2 separate regions of the Mus musculus genome follow, and region 1 is linked to region 2. The links are chromatin contacts, called in public Hi-C maps. All regions are on one chromosome and are shown on one strand. Each heading gives the region's core, a stretch centred on a gene start, on an enhancer-like site or on the middle of the called end of the contact. The rest is flanking DNA. Distances are from core to core; before and after follow the strand shown.

What was found. A called contact is a pair of places that touch in the nucleus more often than the background predicts.
Region 1: a Hi-C map of embryonic stem cells shows a contact between it and region 2, with 12 times the contacts expected there. The contact joins the promoter of Prox1os here to the promoter of 4930488B22Rik in region 2. A contact is called at or near these places in 1 of 39 promoter capture datasets (embryonic stem cells), 15 of 484 Hi-C or Micro-C datasets (all in embryonic stem cells) and 3 of 115 datasets of contacts at active chromatin or transcription factors (all in embryonic stem cells).

What each region holds. Positions count from the first base shown.
Region 1 is chr1:190,165,306-190,172,883 of GRCm38.p6, forward strand. Prox1os (prospero homeobox 1, opposite strand) reads left to right here and starts at 4,991. Exons shown (of 2, transcript NR_151620.1): 1 at 4,991-5,123. Prox1 (prospero homeobox 1) reads right to left here and starts at 5,522. Exons shown (of 5, transcript NM_008937.3): 1 at 4,963-5,522.
Region 2 is chr1:184,706,710-184,714,409 of GRCm38.p6, forward strand. 4930488B22Rik (RIKEN cDNA 4930488B22 gene) reads left to right here and starts at 5,788. Exons shown (of 3, transcript NR_040627.1): 1 at 5,788-6,585; 2 at 6,697-6,809.

The sequences.
Region 1 (7,578 bases), core at 3,741-6,240, 5.5 Mb after region 2:
GGATGCTACATAAGGACTTAGTCACCCACAGTGTCAACCCACTAAGCCACCCAACAACGCAACATCTCTTAGCATGTGAACTAAGCTGTGGTTTGTCAACTCCAATTACTATGGATTCTTATAATGTTTTTCACTTTAACATTGATCTGGGGTTTAAGCAGGCAATAGAAAGCCATTGGGCCAGTCTTGCTGAGAAACATTATAAAGAAGATGGAAAAATAGTGATAATAGACTCTGGACCAAAGGATCACTGCCCAAATACATGTGTCTTATAAAGCCCTCCTGAATTCAGGTGGAAATTATGTTAAAATGCTAAATTATTGAGCATGTGTTGCACGGATTGGTCCGCAGCCTACACACACGCTCTGAAACCTTTGTACAATAGACAGCATGAAGCAGCAGATGCCACTGCTGGGGAGGGGGAGCAGGAGAGCAACTCAAGACGTGAGCACTTCAGATTTAACTGCTCCAAAAGAGTCCTCCTGAAACCCACACCCTGTCTCACAAAGAAGATCCATGCAGAGGGTACTTTTGACTTCATGTTTTTGTTAAATAACAAAAACAAAAAGAAAAAAACAAAAAGCCAAACAAAACAGTTTTTCAGTAAAGAATTTTTCAAAGAAACAGCAATACGAAGTAAAGTGGTGCAGGGCTCAACTTTAATAAAGAACTTATTTTGGGGAGGGGGTGTGTAACTTTTACTACATCTATCTGGAGCCCAGATTCTAGACAAAGAAGTGTTTCATTATGGTAATTATCCAGATAGTTCAGAGAAATCTTTTATGAGGCATGGGGAGTGTAAGGCTGGCATGACTTCCTACCAGAGTTACTCAGCTATCTGTCCAGGTTGATAAAATTATTTGAAGAAATAACTTGATTTTATTTCTTTTTAAGGGGGGAGGGTTCTAATGATTTAAGCTAGTCATGTAGTTTTGAGTGACAGCATCAACAATAGTTTAAGTCATTTTGAAAACCAGCCTGAATTCAACAGGGGGAAATCAGAAGCTTTGATTTGTACATGTGCACACACACACACACACACACACACACATGCAGACACACCTGCACACACACACACACATACATGCAGACACACCTGCACACACACACACACACACACACACACACACACATGCAGACATACAGAGTCACTAGCTGTCCCTTCCTTGCGTTTCTGCTAAGTAGCAACTTCTGACTTAGAGATATTTCTGCATGTTACAAGGTGAAGAAAGCCTCTGACATTTTTGAAGAACCTACTTGGCACAAGTTAATACTTTAACAAGTTGTGATCTTATTGGCAAAAAATTAAATTTCCTTTTACAAGAAGAGGTTTTTAAACCATAACCATTTCACTTGGTCGTCCTCATCTTATCTAAAATTCCATTCATTTTTAACTTGAAAAATGAACAGAGAATATTTTTTGAGATCTGCCCAACATATTGATTTCCACTCATTTCAAAGTTGTAATTCATCAAATTGGGCAAATAAAAGAGTGTGAGAAATAATCTTAAAAAAACACACTCACACTTTTTTTCTTTTGGCAGGAAGACCAAAATGATCAGAATTGTCTTTTGAAGCTTGGGGTGAACTAGGCAATCATACTGAAGAAATTCTTTGTATGTATTTATACAAACACTGCATTTTAAATATATAACAACACATCACCATGCGTACTGTTTTCATAGTATAACATTGACAACATTTGATAATTTCCTTTAAAATTCTAAGTAGCAAAACTTATATTGATAGCACTGATAGTATGTAGCCTAAACCATACTTGAAATGATACAAGCGATCTGTGGAGAGAGATGTTAAGAGTTGAGTAAATAAGAAGGGTCTGGTAACTTACAAAGTGAGTCAGTTTTAGGCTTGGAGGTTGCACAACCTGCTTGCAAAGGAACCAAGCTAGCCATGAACACATGGAAAACAATGATACATGCTGCATATGCAAGGTTTTGTCCTCACAAGGTAATGACTAAAATGAGTAGATTTCTCCAGAACAGGCACATAAAATATCAGTAAGTGCCAAGCATGGCTAATGCCTATTAAAAATAAGGTATATGAAGATAGTCATAGGTAACATTTTAATTATTAAAATCTTCAAAAGCATACAAAGAAAGTTATAGAAGGGGGTGACTAATGTTTAAGTTAAAAGACTAAGTGACATGTATCTTTCATTTTCATGGAAACAAAGACAAATAACCCCAAATAACAAAACTAACCAACAGGAATGTTTATCATCTGGCCTATTCCCATACAACTCAAACAGGAGACACGGCCTCAGAAGGTTAAGTTTTAAGAACCTAGACAGACTTACATAGAAATCCCAACATCTCTCCTGCACAAAAGCAGACTTTCTTCTTTCTCACTGCAAGCAGCCTGTTTCATTCTGAAAACACTCAGAAGTTCTTGCAAGAAACTCTTCATAGAACTGGCTGCCCAGATCTTCCATCAAATAGCAAAAGCCCAGCTCCCTCTCACAGACTTAGATTCTCCCTCTCCATCAAAGTCCTATCTAGGACACCTGGCACATGTCTGATACAATGGCAGGCACGGTTCACTTTATGAGAGTATTTAACACAGGGTTTGAAAGAGTTTAGGCACACACTTATTCTTTTGGGGCAGGGAGAGAAAAAAAACACTACAAAGACAAGCTTTAATAGCCTTCACAGTTGTGAACTGGCTTTGGTATTTTAGGCAGTTACAAACTACTCATTGCTGTGCAACACACACACACACACACACACACACACACACACACACACACACACACACACACACACACACACGAGATTCCCCCCAACCCCCCTTCTAAGCACCGACTTGCCAGAGAGGCATAAACTGGAGGGAAGCAAAGAGAAAGTCAACTCCTTCCACCTGCTGCCCTGAAGTGGGGGTTGGGGGTGGGGTTGCTTTTGGCAGGCTGGCAGACAGAAGCCTGAGATATGACCTCAGCAGTCACCTGCCAACATCCTTAAGACAAATACACAAATACAAACTACCCCCCCCCAAAAAAAACCCTCTCACGGCAGGGGCTCAGACACAACAGCCAAGAGCCTGATTCCCATTAGCCTGACAATCCCGTTAAGGAGAACCACCATAAATTCACAAACCCCTTCGTCCCAGAAGCCTGGAGTCTGGAGCTGTACAGAAAGACAGACCCCAGGAAACTTGCACCTGTCTTTCTTGACACAACACACCTGTCCAGCCCTGTCCATGTGCGTTCTGTTAACAGACTTTTGCCTGACTGGTTTAGGAGAGGAAATGATTTTTTTTTTTTTTTTTTAACAGAGGGGCATGGGAAGGGGGTGGTAAAAAAGCAGGCAGAACTCGGAAAGGGAGAACAAGAGGGAGACTCTGAGAGAGGAGGCCACCCTGGGCTTGTTCTGTTTTCATTAGCTTAAGGAGACAACACAGATCTTCTAGGAAAAATAGAAGCAAGCAGGTGCGGTTCCAGCCTTCCCCGAGGCAGAGAAGGGCTCTGGGCTGCCAAGAACAGCGTTTCGCGCTCCAACCAGCAACCTTGGGCTACTTAAGACTGTCTCTCAGCCCCTCCTTCGGCTTCTGCTCTGAGCCGCCAGGAAGACTCAACTTCCCAAGAAGCTAGGCAGGGGTGGGAGAGTCTGAGTGTGGCTCGCTGCTCTCCCCCGGCCCCCATCGCTCTCTGCATAGGCGCTCAGTTTAGCAGGACTAACCGGCTGGCGCAGCAAAGGCAACGACAACTTGCTCAGCTGGACTTTGGGTGAGGTCTACCGCCCCCCTCCCCGTCTCTTCCCCTTGTCTGTTCAGGCAAGATAGCAGCTCTCCCCCTTCCTCCCGCCCTCCTCGTCCTTCTTCTCAGCAACAATCACTCTCACCTCTCCACTCTGCTGGGCTCTTCTCCTCCCTCCCCAGTCCTAGGAACTGGGGCAGCAGAGTAGCGGCACTCAGCGAGGCCAGGGCGCAGCTGCCCACCACCCAAGCGTGCCAGTAATGGCTGGGAGCTTCTTCTCGTCTATGGGCGGCCCAAGCACAACCCGACCCCGGGCCGGCCCTCTTCGGTGCGGCGTCCAGGTCGCCCCACTAGCGACCCCTGAGGCTCTCGGGCAAACTCCCCCTACTCAGTGCTTCCCAGCGCGGCGCAAGCAGACTGGGTGGACTGGCACCGCGCTCGCTCCTCCGTACCGGACCGTCCCCCAACTCGTCTCTCCTCTGTTGCAGAGCTGGGTGCAAGCTCCCGGCGCTGAGCACACAGAGGAAAGTCACCGGGCGCCCCCTCCTCCCCGCCCTCTTCCCCACGGCCGGCCCTCTGCCCCGGGTTAAAAAAGGAGAAGTGAAAGGTATGCAAACAGCAAGCAAATAGGGAAAGCCGGGAAGAAAGGCAGCTAGAATAAACAAGACAAAGGGAGAAGGACTCGGGGACAGGCCCTGGAGTTTCAACTCCCGGAGAAGAAAAAGAAGAAGCTGGGAAGATTGCAAGAAAAAAAAAATCTAGAAGAACAACAACCAAAAGGGACTCATCCCCCTCGCGGCCCCCTCCCCTGAAAAGAGTGCAAGAAAAATAAAGAAATAAAAATAATACAAAATAAAAGAAAGCCAGAGCCTCAGCGCATCCCAGACACAGTACACAAAAGGTGACAAGATCAGCGACAAGTCCAGCAACACCAGCCTCCCCCCATCGCCACCATCATCCCAGTCACCGGCAGGCGCGAGAAAGAAATAAAAGCCAAGCAGGTCACTTACTCTTCGTTTACTGGGAGGAGCGGAGCTCGGAGTTCCACTGAGCCTCCTGCTTAGAAAACTGTTTTTAGAGGCTATTTGATCACGATTCATGTAAATAACACCATTTTCCCCCTTGGAAAAAGAATGTTTACACGGGTGTGAGTAACGGGAGGCTCTTCTCTCTCTTTCCCATTCAAGAACGAGCCAGTGCGAGCGATTCTGGAAAAGGGGAGGGGACAGCAACCGGGTGAAGATACTTACGCGGTGCGGGCAGCAGCGGGGCGCAGCCACTCTCTCTCTTTCTCTCTCTCTTTCTTTTCACTCTCTCTCTCTCTCCCCCTCTCTTCTTCTCTTGCGGGCAGAGAAGAAACCCACGCGCGCACGCGGTGATGTCTTACTGGTGATAATTGGCCCAGGGGTCGGTGAGTCTGTGCGGGAGCGAGTGATCTGGGCGAGTGCTGAGAGGCGAGGGGAGAAAGGAGGGAGGGGAGGGGAGAGGCGCGCAGGGCAGAGCCGGGAGCCCGGGGAAAGAAGGGGAGAGAGAGCGGAGAAGGCGGCGAGGGCTGGAGCGCGGAGCGGTGGCCCGAGGAGCAGCGGGCACGGCGGAGAGGCTTGTGTGCGCCGCGCGGCTTCCCCGGCTGCAGTGGCCGTCGCTTTCCCAGCGCTCTCTCAGCTGAGGGCTCCGCTCCACAACAAGATTTACTTTAAGACACAGCTGAAGGAAACAGGAAGACTGCACGTCACAGTCCCACTGACGTACCCGGTCCCAGCACCCAATCGCGAGGCGCCTTCGGATTCAAGGGGGGATAGCGAGGCAAGAGAACTTGTGAGGAAAAAAATATACATATATATAAAAGGGGTGGGGGTGAGGGGCTGGGGAGAGAGGAGGAGAGGGGGGCCCAGCGCTCCCCCGCCCGGGCCACCAGCCCCGGCCCCCACCCCGCCCTGCCACTGCTTGGGGCGCCTGGATCGCCGCGCCCCGGCCGCCGCGAGCCATCTGCGGGCGTTGTGCACCGCGGCGCCCGGCTCACACTTGCTCTTCCAGGACGCAGGTCTTTTTTTTTTTTTTTTTTTTTTTTCCATTTCACTGACACAGATGATGGAGTTCTCCCAGCGGCCGGGAGCACTCCCCAGACTGGGATGGAGGAAGGCTCGGAAAAGTATACAGGATAAAAAAAAGTGGATATTTTAAGGGTCGGGGTGGCATAAAGGGCGGAATGTTGTGGGGGGGGGGCACAACTCGTTCTGCTTTGGAAATGATCATAGATAGTATCAATAGGACCAGTCACCCTAGTTTCCTTTTAAAGAGGATGAGCAAACACAGGTAGGCTTAGGTTTTAAAAAATAAATAAGTGCCAGAGATTTCACACTGGGGCCGCTAAGTCTGATATTAAAAACCTCTACCCGCACTGGCTGAGTCCCAGTCAATCAGACCTCAGAATTTATAGGAATTCGCCCCCGATTACCTTTAAAAGTATTATTTCAATTGTAGGCATAGTGACCACATATGCTATAAACATCGTTTCTGGCCACCCTTCTCCAGTTCGCACATCCCTACATGGCCAAAGAAACTAGTTCGATATAGGATTCACATGATTTCGAAGTCTGAATGACAAACTTAAAAGTTTATTGGGCAAGACATCTCAGACTCTAATACTTAAAGCCACATAAAACACACGTTGGTTTGACATCTTGGGTGAAAATTAGCAGCAAGGTTTCTTCAGATAACGTGGCTCTTAAAGAGGGCCTTGGCTTTCCTTGACAAATGCTGAAGAGCCTCCAGCCTCAGCTTGAATGGTCCTCTCCCTGGGCACAGTTAACAGCAGCGCTTACTAAAGAGGCAGTGTGGACATAAACACTCCATAAACCCCGAGCCTCAAGAGCTGAGAAGCACTTTAAATGTTCATACCTAGGAGATTAGAGACTTTTACAAAAGGTGCTGTGGGGACAAGAATTTTTTCTGAGTCCCTCCAATTCAATCAGATCAAAGGTTGAAACGTGTTGTGACAGGGTATTTATAAGATGCGAGTACACCAGCAGACCCGCCGCCATCGTCTGCCGCGCACACTCTAGGACCTTCTCCGATTTATCAGAATGGGAGAGGATATTAATCCCCTGTGAGTCGAACAACGGTGTCAGTGTGTATGTCTGAAGTGTGTGCCCTGTGGGAAACTTTTGGCAGGCACGGAATTCAAATATTGAAAAGGACAGGGGGGGGGAGGGAGAGAGAGAGAGAGAGAGAGAGAGAGAGAGAGAGAGAGAGAGAGAGAGAGAGAGGTAGGTGGGTGTGCAGGAAAAAAAGCTCACCTAAGCACACCTATCCGTCTTCCCACCTCCTTGACTGCCTGAAGACTTTCCCGAGCTCAAGTCGGGAAACAGCATTGCCCAGCGCTTGCTCAGTACACTACCCGCACCTCCAATGATGGACTCCTGTCGTAAATCGGGGCCAGGGAGTGAAATTACCCACTCACGTGCCCGTTAGATGGGGGTGAAATATGGGTTGGACACCTTTGAGGTAAACGGATGTACTGAAAAGGGTGGAATTTGGGATTCGAGAATTTTTTCGACCCTTTATTTTTTCTCTTGAAGAATCTGTTTGCGCTTGTAAGTTAGCGTCAGTTCGACGGCTAAAAGGGAGGATACAGAGGAAGGAAGAAAGGAGGTTGGAGGGGGAGAAAAGAGGCAAGGGTGGACGGAGAGATTCCACTCTGTTGTAGTTTGTTGTAGTTGCACTTAGCGTTCGGACGCACGCTTTGCACATGACACGATTGGGATCTGGCGGCGGGAAAAGTTTCCTGCGTGCCCTCAAATAAGTCATTTATCAATCTCGCAGAGGGACAAAATAGGCCTGACATAAAGCTGGGGTAACCACCAGAC
Region 2 (7,700 bases), core at 4,538-7,037:
CAATTATGTCATAAACTCGATAACTTGAAATAAAGGGGACAACTCACTGGTTCTCCGACAAAAAGGAGGGGGAGAGAGAGAGAGAGAGAGAGAGAGAGAGAGAGAGAGAGAGAGAAAGAGAAGGCAGTCACAACTAACTCTGTTCTGATCATCAGAATACAAATGCCCACTGGGACACCCAACATAACCCAGAAATACAAAAGAAAAAACATGGGCAGCTTGAGGAGGGAGTGCCCAGCAATGCAGAGACTGTTAGTATGGAATTTCTGTTACAAACTATAGAGAAGCCTGAGGTGCCCCCCTCCCCCCAAAAAAGATTCTCTTCTGATGGAATACTGGAAAGCTGCAAGATTTCTCTCTGGCCCCACCCACCTCTGTCTGCATCACGAAAAAGAATTCTATGTCCCCAAATCTAGAAAGCGGCTGTCTTCCAGAGAAGAGAGGTCTATTCTGAATTTGTGGGGGATGCCACCAACAGGAGCACAGACTCAACAGTAGAGTCCCAGCAGTGGACTTCAAAATCAAGCTTGTTTTGAATAGCAATAGTTGGTTCCTTAAATGCAATAAACTTGTTCATTAACATATTGTTCAGGGACACACCTTTACCCTCCCCCAACCTGTTTTGACCAAAGCAGCCCATTTCTGCAAGATGTCCCAAAACTGCTAAATCATGTATGCCTAGCATATTACTGTAGGACCTATAGTTTCTGACATGTATATATCTATAGGTAGTAGCTGGCTTCCACATGTGAATTTGGCTAAGGTTGCTCTCCATGACAGAGCTCAGTCCTCTGGAGTCTCCAGTCATTTGCCTCCATCCTTTGCCACCTCCAGACCCTATTTCCAGATATTGCCTTCAAAACTAGACCATGGCCATGTGAGTCTGTGCACATAGACTCTCCTGCATAGCCCACTTATAATTACTCCTGTCCTATGAGCATGGGTCTAGCCAAGCCTGATCCCCACTCAATCAATTCAGCCTGAGTCATTTGTCAACAAGATGGCTGGTTTCCAGTGTCTGGGTAAGCAGGGAAACATTTCATGAAGTCATTTGACCCTGTCCTTTGAAGGGTGAATAGCAGCGCTATGAATATCTCTGACAAACATTTGAAGGCAGCCTGGCTACTCTGAAATTGTCCCTCCATGAAACAGCTCAGGTAAACCCAGCTGGCTCCCACTGTAGAGACTGCTACCATTTCAACCCATTCATTAGCTATCCCATCTGCTCCAGTTCAAGGTGTTCTGTGTGTCTGTGGTTCTGTTTGTCTGCCTGGCTCCTTCAAGAGTTCCTGGCCTCTGCAGGGCTTAATCCAGGCCTGTCATCTTTCCCAATGATGGAGCTGGGACAGCTGTTGCCTCTTCCTCGATGGTAGGGTGGCTGCCAGGATGCCGGAGGGGCCCACCATCATAATTTCCATGCTTCAAGAGAAGTCTACATGCGCATGATACTTCTCTGAAACTGTAGGAGAGGGATATGCCCCTCTGCCTTTCACACCAAATTGACTTAATGTCTTTCTAAAGAGCTCTGAGCTCATCTCCAGGCCTGCTCAACTTCAAACGGGCCAGTGCTCTCATTAACCTAATTGCCTGGCATTAAGTAACTTGCTTAAATTACCAATTAATGGATGACAATCTGGGTCCAAACAAGACATTTTTAAAGCTATCCCACTAAAAAAAAGAAAGAAAGAAAGAAAAAGAAATCACTTTCAACCATGACCGATGAGCCTCTCCCTTTAGAGGATTATTACAATAATTAGAGTCGCTATGCTCTAAGCCCTGAGGCATTTCTAAAGCAGAGGTAAAAGTGACAAATTCCTGCAGACAGTAGGATCCTTCTCCCGTGATGGCATTTTTTGAAAGGTACGCCATTCAACCAAGCCACACTGAATTATAAAGTCGGTTAAGTGTCAGTTCTGGGGAACATTTGTCCTTGGAGAGAAAAATTTCCCTCAGGAAAAAAAAAATACTATCAGAAGCCCCTGTTGGCTACATTAAAACTAATAAACTCCTGATGATAAATTCCTCAGCAATGAGGAGGCCCCCGCTGCGCAGCGTCTGCAGTCTTTAGTCACAGGGAACAGGAGGCGCGGAGGTTGAATTATTGGCTAGACTCATTTTATTGGTTTGGGTTTGGGCGGGGTGGGAGCAATGGTTGTACCGCAGATTCTTTTCATGTTTCGCTTCCCACCTCCCTCAAGAAGCAGCTGGTTTTGTCTTTAGTTTCAAATGTCAATAAAATAATATGTCCGAGCCATCATTAGAAGGTAAGAATTGGACGTGGATATTTCCCCTAACACCTGAGGTCAATCTCAGCCGTTCTGCTGGAAAAGACACTCAAGACTCAACTAAAGAGCAAGCTGGGGGAGGAATGGAGAGCTGCGGGCCTGGCGGATAGGTGATTCTGGGGATGGAGGAAGAGATAACCTGATAGACACTGGCAGAAAGGGAAAGACGCTAAAGGCTAAGGCATTGTGGGTCGCAGCCCAGTAGGCTCACTCACCTACGGAGCCAGATTCTCCTCTCTTGTAGATAGAAGCGTGGTTTTAACTGTCACTATGGGGATGACAGCTGGGCTACGCAAGGTATGGAAATTCCAGTGCAAGTCTCAAGAACAGCATGGGGCTGGGGAGGCTGAACTGGGAGGAGGTGTACGAACTGGGACTGGAACCTTCTCATGGAGACAAGGACTGGTGCTGATCTCGGAATGCGGGTTGCGGCATTGCTTAAAGTCGGCCCACTCTACTCCCTTCAAGTCAGCCAGGAAGCTCTTCTCCACTCTAGGCTGGGCCAGTGAAGACAATAAAGAGAAATCCAAAGTGTGGACTGCAAAGGTGTTGACAGCAATCATCCGATCTCCTTTTAACTAGAACCAAAGCCTAAGGAATGCACGGAAACCCTGTGTGCGTGTAACACAGGCCCTGCCCCTGAGAAGCGCTGCTCATCTCAAGGGCTGCAGTCATGCCCAGGGCCTAGCAGTAACTGGTACTGATGGCCACACCCACTCCCTACCTTTTCTACTTGTTGGTGCCCAGAAGAATGACTTCCATGAGCCCCATGCTCATCCGCAGTTCTCAAGGTTCTCCAGCCAGAAACCAGAACAAGAGATGAGGATATTTCTCCCCCTTCCATCTGCATCATGACAGTTTCTGTGCCCTCTGCTCCCAATGGTGGGCTACTGCAATCCAATACTTTGAATGGGAAGCTGAGTAACAGTTTCCAAAGATAAGCAGTGTGTTGACCTTGCTTGCTCTCTGATGCTGTGATAAACATTGACCAAAAACGCCTTGGGGAGGAAAGAGTTTGCTTTTGAAGAGTTAGTCTTCAAGGAAGGCCAGATCAGAAACTCAAGCAGGAACCTAGAGGCGGGAACTGAAGCAGAGACCATGGAAGAATGCTGCTCACTAGTCTTCCCTCTGGCCTGTTCAGCTGTCTTCTTTGAATAAATCAAGCCTATCTGCACAGGGACGCCACTGCCCACCATGAGCTGGGCCCTCCCACACCAGTTAGGAATCAAGAAAATGTTCCTGCTTGCCCACAGGCCGATCTGATGGAGGCAATTTCTCAGCTGAGACTCCCTCTTCTAAAGTATCTCTAGTGTGTATCAAGTTGACAGAACTAATTAGCACATCCCTATTCCCAGTATTACCAATATTGTGAGGGTTACCTTATTTGGAAAAGGAGGATGCAGGTGTAATCAATTTAAAGACCCTGTGATGGCAGCTGACACTGGAGTCTGTGTGTTGGTGCTGAATGAAACCACACATCATTTATAAAAGGCAAAGGACTGGGGAGACAAATGAATAATAGTCTTTCTGTGCAAGCTTGAAGACCCAAGTATGGATCTCAGAGTTCCTGTTAAAGCCAAGTGTGCTGGCACATACCTTTATCCCAGCACTGGGGAAGCAGAAGCAGGAGGATTCTTAAGGCTTATTGACCAACCAACCTGTCCTAATTGGTGGACCCCCCCCCCAGCCAATGAGAGACCTTGTCTCAAATGCAAGAGGGCTAGAAATATGACTTGGGGGGGGGGACTTGTTATGCAAACATGAGTGTCCCAAGTATGCACATTAAAAAAATAAAAATAGAAATAAAAACAGATGTGGTTGTATCCATGGCACTGTGAAGCACGGAGACAGGAGGATCCCTGCAACTTACTGGCTGCTGGTATAGCTCTGGGTTCAGTTGAGACAGCCTGTCTCAAAAGAATAATGCAGAGATAGATAGGACGGCACACCCAAAGTTTTTCTCTAACATCTACAAGCAAACACATGTGCACACACACACACATACAAACAATGCACACATATACCACATGCATACCATATAAGATGAATACGTCTAAAGCAACACCCAAGGCTCACCTCTGACCTTCATACACACATGTATACATGTATATACATATATACACACACATCACACACACACACACACACACACACACACACACATGAGGAGGCCCAAAGGAAATTTGATGCAGAACAGAAGTCTATGTCATCAGAGAAACCAGGACTGAGGTGACAAGGACATAAACCACGGAGTGCCAGCAGCAACCTGAAGCTATAATAAAGCACATTTCTCCCCTTGTGACTTCCAGAAGGATCTACCCCTGTCAACACCATGTCTTCACCCTGAAAAACTCATTTCAGATGTCTGGCATCCAGAATGGTGAGACAATAAAGTGAGGAAGTTTTAAGTCACTAGGTTGATGCTAAATTGGGGTAGTAGCCTAAGAAACAAGCTGATACTCCCTCCCCAGCCTGCTGTGACTTGTGGAAACATCTCTGGGTGGCTTTCACACTTCCAGAAACAGTCCATCGAAAAGTGTCTTCAGAATGACCCGTAGAATCCGTCCCTTTACATCCTGCCAGAATTCCTTCTATTATAGTCTACTTTGTTTGCAAAAATAATAATAATTTGTGATATAATACTTAAATAGTACAATAAAATTTGTTCAAGGAGAAGACAAAAATGGGAGAGTGAGCCCGGAGGTGTGAGCCAGAAATCCCAGCCTTTGGGGATGCAGAGACAAAAACATTTGGAGTTCAAGGTCAACCCTGGCAACAAAGTGAGTTCCAGGCCAGCCTGAGCAGAGTGAGCCTCTGTACCACAAAAACAGAGAGGGGGGTGGGGGGAGGAGAAGAAGGGAGGAAGGAAGCAAACAGGGGAAGATGGGACTGGAGAGGTAGCTCTCTGGTTTAAAAGCAAGCAAGGTTCCTGCTGTGGTCCTAAGCTCAGTTCTCAGCACCCATATCAGCCAGCTCACAACCAGCTGTAACTCCAGTTCCAGGTGACTGGGTGCCCTCTTCTGGCCTCAGTGGGACCGACACAAGGGCACAAAGACACGCGATTGAAAATAAAACAGAGATGGAAGCCTGAAAGGAGGAAAAGGATGGAGAGACGGAAGAAGGGAGGGGATGACAAAGAATGCACAGTTGAAATTGATATCAGCACCCTAAATCCATACCTTACCTCTGGAGTGTTATAATAAATTATTTAAATCCCAGCCGAGGTTTCTACCCCACCTTTGGTTATTGAGTTCCTGGATGAAAAACACACTCACAGCCTTCATAGTTACAAGCCTTAAGCAGCACAATAGCTGAACGGATGGATACCTCACCTCCAAGCTGTTAGAATCCACTTCACTATTGATAACCCTGAGTTATTACTTACTATTTACCATGTTCCATCTGGGCTGCTCTTAACTCTGATTGGGTAGTTCTCATGACCCTTGACCCTTAACCCATTGTGACTTTCCTTCCTCCTCTCCAGTGAGCGCTCCTCTCCCACAAGCCTGGGAATCCTAAACCCTACCTATGTCTCTTCTGCACAGCTATTGACATCTTTATTCACCAATCAGAATTAACTTGGGGACAGGGTCACATGAGCTGTGTGCAGACTCCAGGTCTTGGGGGCCCACACTTAGCATTACAATAGACAGTAAAAGGCGAAACCTCAACACTGGACATTTACAGAGCCATTTACCCAGCCGGTGGGATTATTGTGTTCTCTAACAGCCACAGCAAAGGATGTCAGTGTGTCAGTCGCTTTCCTGTTGTGATAACACACAATGACCAGAAAGTGGGAAGCTAAGAAAAATCACTTCTGTCACTGCAAACAGAGCAGAGAGAGGACTGAGGCCATGATCACTCAATGCCCACCCTCAGTGGCGTGCTTCCTCCTGCATGGCTGCACCACCTAAAGGTTCCATGACTTCCCAAACAGCACATGGAACCACACATTCAAGTACCTGAGCCTGTGAGGACATTTCTCACTCGTCACCACCACTACTACACTATTTCCTAAACTGGTCTGATCATAACAACCCCTTGGATACTCATTAACCATCCACATATCCAGTCCCTACCTCACTGAAGATCTATAAAAGCAAATCTAGTAGAGAGGTAGTTAAATCTGGATTCTAACAAATCCCCAAGAGGGACGTGACCCGCAAGAGGGTCAGAGTTCATCGTGTAAAACGAAGGCATCCTGTCAAGACTGAAATGATGTCATCAACTGTGTGCCTGTCCAGGTGAGATCCACAGCTGTCAACACTCCCCAGTTCGAAGATGGCTTCTTGGTAAACTGGTAAGAAGGGAAATAAAAGAACATACTCGTGCCCTAATTGAAGATAGGTACAGTAATAGATTCCTGAATTTCATCTTCTGTTTCCCTTTTCCTCTTTCCAAATTCACTCAGGGTTTTTTGAGGGAATCTCCGTGGACAGGAAAGGGCAAAGGATCAAGGTCAGCTGATGCAGACAAAAGGAGGGGCCTATGGATTCCATCATTGTCATCCAACATCTTCCTAGGGTAAGAGACCATGTGGATTTTAGCTGGTGTAGTACACACAAGAACAGAGGCTTGGTAGCAGGATGAGTCAGACTTAGTGTAGGGAGATACCGAGAGAAGCATGGATGAAGATCCTCTCAGACAGATCCCTGAGTGCAGCTCCCTTCCCCACCGTCAGCCTTCAGTCCTGGGAGTTAATAACTTTCCTTTAAGGCCTATACCATCTCAAGTTGCACCTAAAGGCAGTACTGCCATTGTATTAATCTTAGATTTTTATTCAATTTTTAATTATGTGTTTGGGGTGGGGGAGAGATATGGGCACAGGTGCATGATGCCCATAGAAACCAAAAGAGGGAGCAAAATCCCTTTGAGTAGGAGTTACAGGCAGCTGTGGACCACACAGGACCCACCTCACTAGCCACGAAGGAAGCCACCGGTCATCTCCAATGCAAGGGTATGTGCAGCGCATGCAGCAGGGAAGGAAGGGGTGAGGCCTGATGACATCGTCGCCTCTCTGGCTGTCCTTTCCCAACTACTCCAGCTGCCCTGAGAGAATGACTTTAATACTTAACTAGGATGGTTAGCTCTTAAGAAGAGATTTCTGGTCCAAAGCCTGGGGTTTGATTCCCATCAATATAAAAATATTAATTATGGGAAAGGTTTTGCCTTGCTTTTCATTCCTTGACAACTTTATTCGAGTGGATTCTGAATTTAGGGTATTTTTCACCTCTATTACCCTCCCCCCTCCCTCTATCCTTCTCCTACTCTCCCTCTTTTCCTTCCTCTCCACCCACTTTCTCTCAAGCCCTTCTTCTTCCCAAAAGCTCCCTCTATTTTGATGTGTCCCCCTCCCCGCCCCATGGTGACATGGATAAGAATGAGTAGTTCATATCCAGTGGGGGAACACACCAG